Linked DNA regions of Neogale vison: region 2 is linked to region 1. A link is a contact called in public Hi-C data. All regions are on one chromosome and are shown on one strand. Each heading gives the region's core, a stretch centred on a gene start, on an enhancer-like site or on the middle of the called end of the contact. The rest is flanking DNA. Distances are from core to core; before and after follow the strand shown.

Region 1 (7,495 bases), core at 2,265-4,764:
GGCCACAGGCTGACTCCCCAGGGGCTCCTGACCCCACCCTTTTCTCAGTGAACATGCTGTCCGGAGCAGCCTCACCTTCCTGACCAAAAATCCACCCGTGTTGAATGCCTATCTCTCACCGAAGGATCTCTGTTGTCATAATGAGGCAGGAGGCCTCTGGGTGCAGCTGCACATCCCCAGTGAGCAATCCCACATCCCCGAATGTGTTTCGAAAGTCTCGGAACTTCTGGTTGCTCAGGGCCTTGATGGGCGATGTGTAAATGGTGCTGGGAAGAGGACATGAAGTCAGCGAGTCAGCACCCCCACAGCCTCCCGGACAGCACACCTCTTCCACCCTGAGCCCTCCCAGAGGCATGCCAGAGCCCACGTGTCCCCGATCTTCCCCAAACTGCCTTCACATTCTCCTTCACGACACAACCCTACAGAAACTCTGTAGCCCAACCCCTTCCGAACCTGACGCGGGTCTTCTAACCCCTCTCCCCACCACACCCTCCTGCTTCGCTCTAGTCCTGTCTCCGTTTCTCCCCAAACCTCTCATCTCCAGGAGGAGGGAGAGGCGGGGAAGAGATAACAAGCAGAAAGGGTGTGGGAGAAGCCAGGACCAGCTGGTGAAAGGGGAGTCTGGGGAGGGGACCTGTACCGAGTCATGTGTTTCTGGGCAAGGGCAATGGCATATTCAGCCACAACCGTCTTCCCCGCAGATGTGTGAGCCGCAACGAAGACAGAGTCATGCCGCTCCAAGTGCAGGATGGCCTGCTTCTGGAACACATCCGGCTCAAATGCCCACTGTGGGAGAGAGAAACAGATGGCAGCTAGAGAAGGGAAAGGGGCCCGCCCTCCTGCCTCCTACTCCTGGGGCGCGCAAGGTGGCAGTTGCATGCCAGAGTGAAGAAGGGCCAGGACTGAGGTCGAAGAAGGACCTAGAAGGCATCTGGCCTGGGCTGGCAGAGGAAATGAAGTGAACAGTGGGAAAGAGGTAGGTGAGGATGTGAGGACCAGGCCAGCCTACCTGGAAGGCCGGCTGGGGAATGAGGCGGTAGAAATCACCAACAGGGGAGGTGACATCCACAGGAATCGCCCACTGCTCCTGAGGCAGGGGTTTGGGGGGCTCTGGAGGGGATACAGCTGGGGATGTTTCCTGCAAAAGCCGTGGAAAGGAGGGATAAAGATACAGTCAAATAGCTCTCCATTACCACCCCTCCCAAAAGATGCTCCAGTCTTCCTCTTAGACCCAACCAACCCAGCCACCCCACCTCACCCTCAGCCCCCCAGTAAGGCCCCTTCTTTCCTGCCTCAACTGCCCACAACCACCAACCTTCAACACTAGGTCCTCCAAGCTGCTTGCTCGGGCCATGGAAGCACTGCAGGGGGAGGCGGCCACCGTGTCCCCTCTGGGAATTCCTGGCTGTCCCACTGCCTCAGTTTCATCCTCGTCTCCCCCACCCAAATCCAGAGGCTCCAGCAAACGGCTGAGGCTGAGCAAGCCAGAAGCTGGAGCTGGGTGATCTGAGGAGCAAGAAAAAAAGGAAACCTGGTCACATCCATCTCTGTTCTACAGGAGAAGAGCACCACTTCTATGCCCATCTCAAAGTTAAAACTCACCCTTTGGTGTAAAGTCCACACCTTTTTTGAAGCCAGGCGGAACAGTAAGAAGATCTGAAGGACAAGGACAGACAGAATCACCACTACTACACAGAGTCACACAAGTCACACGTTACTCAAACCTACAGGATGCCATTCACAGCACAGATGCTGAAAATGGGATACTTAGGACAACTTTCTGACAGGTGACAGTAAACACTGTTATGACAAGGATACCTTTCCCTAATTGTCTCAAAGGCACAGAAGGGCAAGGAGCAGCCCTATGATAGGCTGGGGCCCCTCTTCGCCAGGGCCCAGACTCACAGTCCCACTCCCAAGAGTCCATGCCCACACCACCTCACCTTGCTCAAAGTCTATCTCCTCCTCAGCCTCCTCCCGAGTGCTCAGATCTGTTATGGTGGGCTCATCCATTCCACCTAGGGAGAGGGTGGACAAAAAGGGATTCATGGGGTGCAGGGGTAGAGTTACAAGATGGGTGGGGAACCCTTCCTGAAGACTGAGGGCACTCTCCCCTACCATTCCATTTCCATAAAAGTCACCTGGCCAGAAAGGGTACTGTGTTGGATTCCCCCACAGGGACTGGGAGATGGGCCCTGGGGGCCGGCGAAGAGACAAGGAGGTGGTGGCTGATAGGTTCGTATTCTCCAACAGGACCTGAGGCAAAAGACCACAACCCCAGTGAGGCTGAGATTGCCTCTGATCCCTTCCCTACTCTGCTTCTTGTGGTCTCTGACCTCTTACCTCTTTGTAGCCCAGAATCTGGCCTGTGGTTGGGTGTCTCTGGGCCTGAAGGTCGGAGGGCACTGGGGCCCCCTGTGTGGCCAAGAGCGACCAGGGATCCATTTTCCTCTGCCATTTTCTGCAAAAAGGAAAACAATTTTCATGTGTTCCTTCTTTCCTGTGCCAGTTTTCTTCAGGGGCCTACCTCCCTAGTCCAGACTCCTCACCGGGCGGAGTGCTCCACACCATGCAGAGGCAACCAGGCTGGAGATGACAAAAACAGCTGTTCTGCTTCCTGCTGCAGATCTGGGGCACACGGAGGGAGGCCGTGGGGAAGCTGGTAAAGGATAAGATGAGAAACATTAAGTAAAGATAGAGCATAAGACACAGACAAAAAAAGAAACTGATGGAATTTGTGTTCAAATCAGAAGCAGCAGACATTCCTGACCAAATAGGACAACCAAGCAGAAACAGTATCTTCCAAAGATCATCCTGTCTTCCAGGGTAAACTACCTGCTACTGATTTACCGGCAACAACAATTACTGATACATTACAATACAACACAAAATACGGTAATTTCACAATCTCTGGGATTGGGCTTAGGAATTTGTATTCTTAAAAACCCCCACCACTAATTACAAGGTACACTTAAATTTGAGAATCACTAGTCTTAGGGAAAGGGGGCCCAGAACTAAGGATGAGGCAGGGCCTCAAAGGCTAGCCATCAACCAGTGCCTTGGTGCTTAGAGACAGAAGGTGACTCCAGAGAAACAAGACACATTTGAAAGAGTAATTCTCAGAGCTCAGGTATCCCCAGCACTCCCTGCTCTGTCTACATATGAGCTCTGACCCATAGCTGGTCCACTGGGCTGGGGTCTGTTCGGCACAAGGCAGGCCCAGATGACAGGAGTCCAGAAACAGAAGAAATGTTAGGGTCAACATTCACTCACGGTGCTCTCTGGTGCCCCAGGCACATTGAGCAGCTCCCAGCGCCCCGTGCATCCCAGCTCCACCGGCCGAAGGGGCAGATCCAGGGGATCTGGAGGAGGTAGCACTACAGAGGGAAGGTCAGAGATCAGAGGTCAAGGGTCACCCCCTGACTACTCCTTCGTTCCACCCCCTCCCCCTCACCGAGTCGCTCGGTCTCCATCATCTTGGAGCCACGGCAGCGGCAGGGCAGACCGGAAGTGCAGCAAGAAGCCTTGGATCGAGCCCCGCCCCAGAATGGGCGGAAGTGGAGGCGACTTCCGTCACACACAGCCGGAGAGGACAGAGATGAGCGTTACAGAGAGGCTGACCTGAGCCGAGAGGGGCGGGCACGGCCGGGCGGAAGTGTCTGGCTTGGGCCGCCTTGGTTACCGCGTTCTCCGCCCCTCGCTACGTCATCGCTCTGAGCCAGCTCTCCGTTCCCCGCGCGGGCGCCGCCCGAGACCGTGGGACACCCACCCCGGGTTACCGCCCCCTCAGGTAAGGTCTTCTCCTTCTCACCCTTCGCCCCTTTATTCCGAGCTCCTTCTCTTCTTCCCCTTTTGGTTGCTCTGCGAGCGCTGCGCGGGTTTCACTGCCTCCTGTGCCGTTTGGACCCCGCGGTTGCTATACCCCCAGCGGGGGTAGGGGGTGTCTGATGCCATCGTCTTGGCGGCGGAAGGGGTGCTTCCCCTTTCCCGGGCCACTTGGTTCCTCAGCGCTGGTGGCCGTGATTGCTGGAGAGAAGAGGGAATGCTGATCGATCCCGACGAGCGGGGGCTTGGACAGCAGCCTGGTTTAAGCAAGGGGTAGGGAGAGGCAAAAGACAGGAGTAGGTAGGCCTGGAGGGGTGCGGTTGGGTACTTTGTGGACGGCGTGTGAACCCTGGGCGGTGACAGTGGAGAAAGATGTCTTGGGCCCTGCCCCTGAACCAGGAGCCACCATGTTGGTGATACCCCCCGGACTGAGCGAGGAGGAGGAGGCTCTGCAGAAGAAATTCAACAAACTCAAGAAAAAGGTGAGGGAGTGTGTGGAGGCGTGGCCCAACCTTTCACAGACTCTACACTCTTGAGAACACCTGGGGTGAGTGTGAGGGGTTGGGGGGGCGGTTGTTCCAGCTCATACCTGGAGACATATCTCCTCTCAGTGTAGCCTCATAGTTGGGCTTTTTCCCAAGTCTTGGTGTGTACCTTCTCTTCTGTGCATTCTGCCATGCAGCTGTCTTCCTTTTCCATGGCTTTCAGTACCACCGAACGGGTGGTAGTCTCCAGGTTTGTTTTTTCACTTCTACCCAGTCTGTTAGTGATAGCCCCCAGGTATCCAGTGTTGCAGCTGTCATCTTCCTATCTACTCTAATTTAGTTCCTTCCAAATAGGAGTGACCACAGTCAGTTCTCCCAGGTGTTTGGAATCAAAATCTCATCTCTGACTTCTCCACTTTTTGCATAGTCAAATATTTGCCAAGTCTTCTTGATTCTTTCTTTGAAGTAATTTCTTTAGTTTATTTTTTCCTGTGTATTTCATAGATCAAGTTTTTTGCTGACACTCATGTAGACTGCTGAATGGTTTCTCAAAAAGTTTTTCAGTGTTTTTTTGAACAGATTTCCTTCATTCTTATTCAAATGAACTACTGAAAACAGAAAACTCTGCCTCTTTTTTTCTCAAAACCCGTAAGTGGTTTTTCATTGTCTGTAAACCAAAGCCTTACCTTGGCATCCCTTTCTTGTCAAATAGAACTATTCATTAGTCCCAAAACGTGCATTCCCAAAGCCTTCTTATTTCTTCGTCTTTGCCATTCTGTTTTCTTTGCATCCCTTTTCTTTCCATCTGTTTTGCGTAGATTGTACCCAGGTACCAGTTTAATAGCCATTTGGTGTCAGATAACCTTACTTGGTTTCAGCTACAAACAGCCTGCATCTCTTATAATCATTCTTGATAATTGTCTCTAATCATCTTGTTTCTCAGGCTTTAAGCTTCTGGAGGGGAGAAACCATGTCTCATACTTTTGCATCGCTCTGTTACAAAGTTATGGTGTGTTCTTGTTAAACATGCAGGGGATGGATGGATGCAGCCCCTGAGAAAGGCACGTAGGCGTATACTTACTTGCAGCTTGTATCTTGGGGCTCTGGTCCATGGCTGAAATCCTTGTCTTCAACTTCAAAACCCTGAGACTCTGGAAAGCCTTTGGATACCCTGGTTTGGTAGATTAAGTATTGCTGGTTTTGTAGATGATCCAGTGGACCATGTGTGAGAGGCAGGGCTGCCTCAGCATACCACTCCAGGGACACCATTTATACTGTTTCCTGAGAAAGGTGTCCCCTGGAGTGAGGTGCCCAGGGACCTTGGGAGCAGACTAGGCCAGGGACTGGCCCTCACCAATTCCTTTCTTCTCACTCTTGTTCCCAGAAAAAGGCATTGCTGGCTCTGAAGAAGCAAAGTAGTAGCAGCACAGCCAGCCAAGGCGGTGTGAAACGCTGTGAGTGACAGGGGAAATGGGGATAGACTGGAAGTGGGCACCATGGGGCAGACATCTCCCACAGCTTGGCCAAAATAATGCCTCCTTCCCTCACCACTCCAGCACTGTCAGAGCAGCCTGTGGTGGACACAGCCACAGCAACAGAGCAGGCAAAGCAGCTGGTGAAGTCAGGAGCCATCAGTGCCATCAAAGCCGAGACCAAGAACTCGGGCTTCAAACGTTCTCGAACCCTAGAGGGGAAGTTAAAGGTAAGCAGAAGCAGAATGATTGTTCAGGGGACCCTTGACTTCAGAGGGCATGTTTCCAAGTTGGAATGGAGGTAAAATGGGGGAAAATAATGTCAATTTAGTCATGGATAAGTTGTCATATAGGTCTGAACTTCAGATTTCTTATCTGTAGTGAAGACACTGGCTGACTTTTCCATTTTCCATATTACATATTCTGTGGCTTTAATTTATCACATATTCAAGTTTCTAAGTTTTGTCATTCTGGGGAGTTGAACAGGTCAGAGATGTCAGTAGATTCAAGAAACATTCAGATTAGCTACATACTATAAGTATATGTTAGGTCATTCATGAAAAATACATAATCAAATAAGAAATGCACAAAGGAATTAAAGGAGAAGAAAGAGTAGAGAGGAAACCAAGAAGAGGGTGAGGGAAGAGGAACCCCTCTGTCGCACGGTTAGGCTGCCTCCTGCTCTCACGCTGAAGTAGATCTCTACAACCTTCCCAGGATCCTGAGAAGGGGCCAGTCCCCACTTTCCAGCCGTTCCAAAGGAGCATATCTGCCGATGACGATCTGCAGGAGGTATGGTTCCTGGTTCTCTGTCCCAGGGGGCCTAGGGAATGAGGAAGATGAGAGACCCACATATTTGGGGTCACATGCCAGCAACTAGGACTCATCTTAAATGTCCTTGTTTTTTTTTTTGCAGTCATCCAGACGCCCCCAGAGGAAATCTCTGTATGAGAGGTTAGAGAGCTAGAGAGACAACTGGGTCCCAATTGGAGGAGTGGGAGAGGGTTGATTGCCTGGATCCTTGGGAGGTTTCGGGCTGGGGTGGAAGGAACTGGGACTGCAGAGGGGGTGTTACATCTCCACAGGGTCTGGGAAGTTGAGGTAAAGACCCCCTTTGATCCTCACTGTCTGTGTCTCCCCAGTTTTGTGTCTTCCAGTGATCGGCTTCGGGAACTGGGGCCAGATGGGGAAGAGGCAGAGGGCCCAGGGGCTGGTGATGGTCCCCCTCGAAGCTTTGACTGGGGCTTTGAAGAACGTGGTGGTACCCGCTCCTCAGCCTCTCCTCCCCGAAGCCGCAGCCGGGACCACAGTCGTGAGCGGAACCGGGACAGAGACCGAGATCGGGAACGGGATCGAGACCGTGATCGGGAACGGGATCGAGACCGTGATCGGGACAGGGACCGTGATCGGGACAGGGACCGCGATCGGGAAAGGGACCGCGATCGGGACAGGGACCGTGATCGAGAACGAGAGGGCCCTTTCCGCAGTGAGTGATCTGGGCTGGTGGGAAAAGTGAAAGGGTTTAGACAGGTCCTACTAAAGTGGCCTCTTAAAGCAGAGGCTGAGATGGGTTGCATCTTGTGACTGTGACTCCTGATCCCACAGGGTCGGATTCGTTTCCTGAACGCAGGGCCCCTCGGAAGGGGAATACTCTCTATGTATATGGAGAGGACATGACGCCCACCCTCCTCCGTGGGGCCTTCGCTCCCTTTG
Region 2 (7,764 bases), core at 5,106-7,605, 250 kb after region 1:
TTTGAGAAGCAGGAGAACTCCCCTGTCTGGGGCCTCGGTTTTCTCTGTGAGCATTGGGGACCTTTGTGTTGGGCAAGGGCTTTGTCTCTGTTATCCCTTCACTTTTATCCCACTCCAGGGGGCCTGGTGACCAGGACAGTGAGGCAGCACCTCAATCTGAACAATGCAGAACAGCTGTGCAGGTGAGCGAGGGCCGGCCAGCAACACCCTTCTGCTTGGTATTCGAGCAGATCTCCCAGTAAGGCCAGACTTTGGGCAATGGGGCCCATTCTTTAATATTTTCTCATCCTTGGGTGATGGGCTAGCCCATGAGGCCCTGTATAGTGGGGGATGAGAAGGCAGCCCTTTGGGGGATGGGCAGTGGCCAGGTGTTACCGTCTCCCTCTGAACACTCTCTCCCCACAACGCTCTCCTCTGAAGGTACCAGGGCCCCGTGCTGCTGATCCGCAGAACCAAGGATGAGATCATCACCACCACGTGAGTACCGGGGAGCCTCTGCCCTCCTGGATTCCAGATGGAACTAGGAAGTTGCCCTTCCAAACTCTGCCCCTGGAAGGTGTCCAAACCCTCCCTCCCCAAACTCCAGCCTCTTCAGTGTCCATTCTTCCCACCCCCAGGGTTCCTGAGGACATCATGTCCAACCGAGGCAACGACCTCCTGCTGAAGCTCCTGCAGTACCGGTGAGCCAGGGGTGTGTGTACTGACATGGCACAGCGGGGAGCGGGGGAGGAGGGCTTGGGGTGAAGAGTGAAGGGAACTGGGTCCTGACTTCCCATCCCCGTGCTCCCTCTGTAGGTATCCCCGCGTGATGGCAGAGGAGGGTCTTCGAGTGGTGAGGCAGTGGCTAGAGGCCTCCTCACAGCTGGAGGAAGGTGCATGCAGATGCTGTGAGGCCTTTGGGTGGGGACATGGCAAGGCCAGGCACTGACTGGCACTCCTCTCTCCCCCTGAGCAGCCTCCATTTACAGCCGTTGGGAGGTGGAAGAGGACTGGTGCCTGTCCGTCCTCCGCTCCTACCAGGCAGAAAATGGGCCTGACTTCCCCTGGAGTGTGGGTAAGGATGTCCTGGGGCAGGAGAGGGTGTTGGGAAGAGTCCAGGAAGGGGATGAATATCCGGATGTATGGACCCCGTGTGAGCGCCTCTTCTCTGCAGGGGAGGACATGGATGCAGACGGAAGGCAGCAGCTGGCCTTGTTTCTGGTGAGCTAAGGGGTGGCGAAGGAAGGGGGTGCCCAAATGGCCAGGGGACACATGTAGGGCTTGGGGACAGCACTGGAAGTGGCAGCTTGTAGAGAGTGGGTGGTGGTTTCACGGGCCGTGGAGGTGTTTGGTGGCTACTGCTCACTGCAGTGTTCTGCACCCCACCTGTCCTGCCCTCTTTCTTCAGGCTCAGAAGCATCTGTACAACTTCGAGGCCACCCATTGTACCCCGCTCCCGGCCCAGAACTTCCAGATGCCCTGGCACCTCTAGCGGCCACAGTGGGACTCGTTCTGAAAGAGTGGGACAGGAGGAGACATGAGGATTGTGATTCTCTGTGTTTATGTTGCTGTTTGTAGTTTGTGGAAAGTGGGGGACTGTCCCCCTTCTCACTGCCCTCTTGCACGTTTCCCCTCATCCATCCGGCAGTACCTAACCTTGCCCGACACGCACCCTGCATTCGATGAATGAATTATTCCTAATAATTAATAAAAAGGTATTTTTTCTACAGTTGGGTTAAGTGTTTGACTTCCTGAATGTCCAGGAGCCTGGGGCTGAAGCCCCAAATGGCTGGGTTTTGGGGAACCCAACCCCAGCCAGCCTATTTAACCCTTCCCATCCCTGCTGTTCCCCCAGGCCTTCAGCCCCCAACCAGAACTGTCCTCATACAGTGGGTCCCCAAGCCTCCTGTTTGCTGGTCTGTAGTATCATCACGTACAGCCTCCCCTGCCGGCGCCCCAGTCCGCCCTGCGTAACCCTGCAGCCTCCCCAGGAGCTCACAGCTTTGTTGCCTACAAAGGGTTCTAGTACCTGATTTCCCCTACTCAGGGATCTTCTATGGATTTCCAGATTCAACCCGCATGGCTTCACCATCAGTACCCCCAGTGTTTCTTGCGAAGATCTTGCTATTCCCATGAGGAGTGAGGAACAGCCCACTCCTTATGTCTTAAGCAGCAAACCCTGCGCACCTCCTCACTGTGTCATCAAGTCTCCTTCAACAACAGAGCCTGTCAGGGACAGAGGCCAGAGCTCCAAGGGCTCATGTTCTCCTAGAGCCACACTTCACCGTTCTGGACAGCTATTAGAAGAAAATCCTTAGTTTAAACCTGAGGAAATTGGTTTCCTCTAACTTCTGTCCTATTTCCAATCCTTGGATTTCATGGAACAGAATAAGTCCTTCTCCCACCCATCAGTATGTTCCCTGGCTACTTCCTTCTTTGGGAACCTCTTTTCTAGATGACACTCCCCCAGATTTACCACCTTGGCCACTGTTTTGAACAGGCTTAACATGGGCAAGCAATAAAGTTCTGTTGTCCTGGATGGCCGCTGACTAATTTCAGTGTCTCCTGGGCCCCGGGGCATGAAGGTCCTTCTGCAGTCTCTGGGACAGGAGCATACTGAGTCTCCACTGGAAGGGTGATCTCTGAGACTTGTCAGGTGATATGACACATGATATTTGGGGTTAAAAGAGAGGAAGTGGCCACAGCTTCACCACTTTGAGCAAACACTGGAGAATTGATGCTGGCGTTCTGCTCCACTGTACTGTCCCAGGGGGCAAACACGGTGGGAAGTGTGGAGCAAGAAGCTGTAGGACCAGTTGCCAGGTTCTGAACCTCACCCTCCCTCATCTATGAATACAGTTAATCCCTCGGAAAACAAGTCTGTTCAGCTAAATTAACAACCTCCTTGAATGCAAATAGGGGGTACCTAGGCCCACCTTACCACCCTGGAAGCAAAGGACTCCCCCTTCTTGGCCATGGCAACTAGGGACTCCATTTATCTGCCTCTATCACCACCTCCCCCTCCCCCCTTCTTCCTGGACATACTATAAAGAACAGTGGATGTCATGAGGAGCCCTTGGATATCTGAAGTGGATAGCGAGGGTTAGGTTTAACATTTGAATTCTGGACACCCCCCACACAGGCAGGGGCTTTAATCTACCTCCTTAGATTACTCCTTAGATGTGTTGGTAAAGCTCACATCAGCTGTCTGTTTTCAGACCAACCACCCACCGGGGTTGGGACCAACTCCCTGTCCACCCCTCACCCTATATAGCAGGGTTCGGAGGGTCTCAGAACAGCTGAGATGCAGATCCCTCATCTGCCGGGGCTCTAGACCTTGCCCTACTGGGCACCAAGTAGGGCCTGGACGGCCAGGCATCCCCGAGGAGCTGGGCACATTTGGTGAGAGGATGTAGGCTGAAACAAAGAATTAGCACCTGGGCAGGAAACCTGGGAAGGAGAGGGGGTCCCTGGGCTAGGCCATCCCTCATTTCCCCCTATCTTATAGATGCAGGCTCGCCCTGCACTGCTTTCAGCGAGAGCTGAAGGGGTCAGCTCTGGGCTCCGTGTTTGGGGTGAAGATTTGCTCCACTTCCCCAGGAGTGTCAGGTGTTTCCTTCCTGGCTGTCACAAGTGAATGAGGGCCAGATACCTATCCACTCATTCATCATCCAGCCACTCAACAAGCTATCCCAACTCCCTGAGGGAGGAACCGAATCATTCATTTCTTTTTTCCATTTATTTATATTCGGGTTTAAGATCGCTTCCCCTGCTCCTCTCCAGACCGTCTGGTGTAGCCTTTCCGCTAACAGAACTTGGCTCTCGCCCAGCCCAATCATCCCCAGCCCCGTCCCTTGCTGGCCCCGCCCCATTCCCCGGACGGCCGCATTCTATCCTCAGGCCCCACCTCCTTTGTTTCGTCACCCGGCGGATTACCCACCGGAATCCCTGGTCCCGAGGGAAGGGCACTCAGCGCAGATACCGCCCGCCGCTGCTGTCACTATGGCGACTACAGCAGCGCCCCGCCTCTTCACCCTGGAGAACCTCCTTGGAGCCCGTCACCGTGGCAACGAACTCAACGAGGCTGTGCCGCGCCCTGTCGCTTATACTGGGGAGTAATAATATGAAACAAGGCAGCTTTGCCGGCGCTGAGGCCACGCCCTTCCCGAAGAACACCTCTTCCAGCCCCACCCAGCCCAGCCTGGGTGTGTTGCCTCCTGCAGAGCGCACCGCCTGCGGTCTTCTAGTCCCCAGCGAGTCTTCTGGACTCCTTCAGGGAGCCCAGCTTTAGCTACCCATAACTCCCTAGTGCTTGGACTTGTCGCTACGGTTATATTCGAGAGAGGGGTTTCGAGGACGCTCTTTTGTCCCCCTCGCTTCAAGAGTAGCCCCCGCTCTCTGATTCTCTTCTACCACTCTGTCGTTCCTTCAGCAGACATTTCGGCTGGTACTGGAGCCCCCCCCCAACACCAACTTCATTACTCTGACTTTTTCAATAACACGTTTTTCTTTTTTCATTCATCCCAAAGCTCTTGGGAGCGCAGCGGCGTGCGCTTTCCTTTCGTGATTCTTCTTTCCCGTGCGTCTTCTTGGAGCGAGTCTCTGTCCATTTCTTCCCATCTTCCCCGTCAGCACCCCGAGGACGGATGATTTTTGGAAGGTCCGGGACTTTAAGCATGGAGCCCTCCGGCAGGGCCGCACCCCAAACCTCCAGACCCGAAGCTGGAGCAGGGGATCCGCTCTGTACGCCCAGCTCTTCCCATAGCCCACCCACACCTAAAGTAAAAACCCAAAGGGGCGCCTGGGTGGCTCTGCTGGTTAAACGTCTGCCTCTGGCTCGGGTCGTGATCTCCGGATCCTTGCTCACAGCGGGGAGCCTACTTCTCCCTCTTTCTGCTGCTCCCCATGCCTGTACACTCTCTCTGACATGGATAAATAAAATATTTTTAAAATAATAATAATAATAAAGTGAAAACCCCAGGTCTCTTACAGAGACCGAACTCGAAAGCAGCAAGCTGAGTCCGCCAACACTTCGAGCCAAGCAGGCCACGCCTTCGCCCCATACCACAGCAGAGGAGGTGGGCGGGGCGCCTGGGACGCCCACCGCCGCTGATTGGTTGCTGAGCAGCCTCGGCCTGGGAGGGTTGGTGGCCCGGCAGCGCCGCCTTCCGGGGAAGCCGCGTAGTCCTCTGGTTGTCCTTTAGGGGTGAACGTCTGGGTCCCACGCGGGCACGGTTCTCCCAGGTTTTCTTCCCAGCGGTTCCCAGGCGAGAACGGAACTTGGGCTGGGGGCGGCCCCCGCATCCTCCTGGGAGCTCTGAGGTGCAGTCAAGCTCGGAGAGCGAGGGTACTGCGTCGGAGCCCGTGGGCGCCGGAGATCAGAACCACTGACCTGCAGCTGAGCTTAGGCGGGCAGAGGAAGGGGGGCGTAAGGAAAGGTGCTGGCCACCCGGAACCCCCACAGAGGCCACTTGGACTGAATAGGTCCCTGGGGACCCAGATGTCCTCGCTTTGGGATTTCTTACCGTTCCACGTTTTCTCCATCTTGGAAAGTGGTAATCACCAATCACCTCCTTGTGCAAGCCTATTCCCCCATTTTTCCTCTTTCCGTATTCAGTAACTCCAGATCTGTCCAGTCTTTCTCCTAAACGTTGGTCAGATTCATTCCTACAGTCTCCTTCTCTCTTCCGCTAGACCATACCGCCATCTTGTGACTGGACTCAGGAATAGCTTCCTAACTGGTTTCCTCACCTTGGCAATCTTTTACAAAGAGAAATCTGATCTTGTTGATCCTTTGGTCAGTGCCTTTGACTGCCCAGGCGCTCCTGGGAAGCACTCGTCTCCCTCCCCACCCCCAGTTATTCCTTGTTGCTTTCCCCACTAGACTGTGAGCGCAGGGATTTTGTGCCATGTTGTATCTCCAACATCTGTTACTTTGAATAAACTTCTGCAGATTAAATATGAAAGTTTCGGGACGCCTGGGTGGCTCAGTTGGTTAAGCAGCTGCCTTCGGCTCAGGTCATGATCCCAGCGTCCTGGGATCGAGTCCCACATCAGGCTCCTTGCTCGGCAGGGAGCCTGCTTCTCCCTCTGCCTCTGCCTGCCTCTCTGTCTGCCTGTGCTCGCTCTCTCTCTGACAAATAAATAAATAAAATCTTTTAAATAAATAAATAAATATGAAAGTTTCCCTCTCATTTCCTCTTGCCAGGGTCCTGTCCCCGAGGTAGAATATTAGGCCTTAATGGGATCATGGGTGAGGACACTCTGTCTCTCTGGCTATCCTGGCACTGATTTCCACCTCAAATGGGTGTTCCCTTCCTCTTGGCCAATTTCTCTTCCACCAATATAAGCCCCAACTGGAGGCTGGTGGGCAGTCATGCATCTTATGACAGGCCCTGCAGGTCGCTGAAGTATGGGGTCCCTGGGCCTCCACAGCATCCCCCAAGTCCTACACACGGTCCTTTTAACAGCGCTGGTCATGATGAGCTTGGTATTTGGTAAGTGGCTCTAAGGGGTCAGAAGGGTCTCCTGGTCTGTGCTTAGTGGAGAAACCCACAGATAGCAGGTGTATGGGTACATCTGCCCAGGATGCTCAGGTAAACCTGGCAGGACGAAAGATGGGATGGATGGGCTTGATGGAATAATGCTTAGGGACTGGCAATAGACTGATGTTCACTCTGAGGGAGATTTCTAGTTTTTACCTCAGGGCCGTCTAAACAGCAGTGACCTGAATGGAGACACTGAAGAGATGCCGTTTAAATCTGAGGCAGTGCAAAATAAGGAGGGTCACTGGAATGTGCTAAATGATAGAACTAGGATCCCCAGAATAGAACAAGCCTCAGTCCAGCCTGATAATCTTTTCACTTGGCTGCAAAACACCACCTGTGTAGAAATAGGACTCAAAGTATTTGTTCAGTATCTGCCTCACACTAAGTGCTCCTTAGTGCACTCCTCATGGGTCTGGGGACTCATTAACATGTGGTCTGGGCCAGGGACCAGAGAAAGAGGGAGCTGTATATCCTCGCGGTTGGGGAGGACTTTAGTGACAGCGTTATTAATATGAGTGAAAAGACCACCAAACAGAGAATGTGGTGGTGGGCTGCTTGACGTCTGGTCTGTCTACACAAAACACAGACTCCTCCTATCTTGTGATGATACAGTCTCGTTTTCACCTCTGAACATTACAGATTTAAGGAAGCATATTCAAAAGCGAGTCCATAGTGGTGGGGGGGGGGGACTGTAAAACCAAGTCCCAGAGGAAGAAATGTCCTCACTGAACTCCCCAAAGCTGGAATGAGGGGCCCCTGCCCAACCTTTGAACTTAGAAGCTTTCAGAGTGCTGGGCACACGTTAGCCCCTCAAATACATGTTGAACGAGTGAATGAATTCCTTAATCAGTTCCTTATTTCAGGAGGTGTAAGAGAAGAGAATGGAGATTTTAACAAGGACTTTAAGGCCTCTGATAGAGAATTAATCCAGATGGTTTTCAAGAAATGGAGTTCTTATGGTTTTCTGAGATGGGGAGGTGGGGAAGGGGTTGACCGACCAGGAAATGAGGTAGGTTTGGAGTCAGTTGTTTCTCTGTGTTCTAGGTGATTTTGATCCTGATTCGGTTCAGCTCCCCAAATACCTGCGCTGCTATCGATGCCTCTTGGAGACCAAGGAGTTGGGTTGCCTTCTGGGGTCTGACATCTGCCTCGCCCCGCCTGGCAGCAGCTGCATGACTCTCCTCATAAAGAACAGTGAGCTGCTTGTCTTTGGCTCAACCCATTCCCGAAATGCATC

What was found. Hi-C and Micro-C count contacts between places; a contact is called where the count stands out from the background.
Region 2: a Hi-C map of fibroblasts shows a contact between it and region 1, with 4 times the contacts expected there. The contact joins the promoter of LY6G5C here to the promoter of SKIV2L in region 1. A contact is called at or near these places in 2 of 3 Hi-C or Micro-C datasets (fibroblasts and muscle).

What each region holds. Positions count from the first base shown.
Region 1 is chr1:121,529,580-121,537,074 of ASM_NN_V1, forward strand. It overlaps SKIV2L (helicase SKI2W), which reads right to left and starts at 3,515. Exons shown (of 28, transcript XM_044256091.1): 1 at 3,455-3,515; 2 at 3,274-3,377; 3 at 2,550-2,659; 4 at 2,344-2,461; 5 at 2,142-2,256; 6 at 1,944-2,018; 7 at 1,603-1,656; 8 at 1,316-1,506; 9 at 1,010-1,138; 10 at 641-786; 11 at 120-266. The coding sequence starts at 3,476. It overlaps NELFE (negative elongation factor E), which reads left to right and starts at 3,690. Exons shown (of 11, transcript XM_044256139.1): 1 at 3,690-3,790; 2 at 4,225-4,307; 3 at 5,695-5,764; 4 at 5,867-6,012; 5 at 6,500-6,574; 6 at 6,699-6,736; 7 at 6,925-7,268; 8 at 7,388-7,495. The coding sequence starts at 4,233.
Region 2 is chr1:121,772,612-121,780,375 of ASM_NN_V1, forward strand. LY6G5C (lymphocyte antigen 6 complex locus protein G5c) reads left to right here and starts at 6,356. Exons shown (of 3, transcript XM_044256526.1): 1 at 6,356-6,521; 2 at 7,572-7,721. The coding sequence starts at 6,356. ABHD16A (phosphatidylserine lipase ABHD16A) reads left to right here. Exons shown (of 20, transcript XM_044256420.1): 14 at 119-182; 15 at 421-477; 16 at 618-680; 17 at 796-872; 18 at 956-1,054; 19 at 1,154-1,200; 20 at 1,388-1,708. The coding sequence ends at 1,471.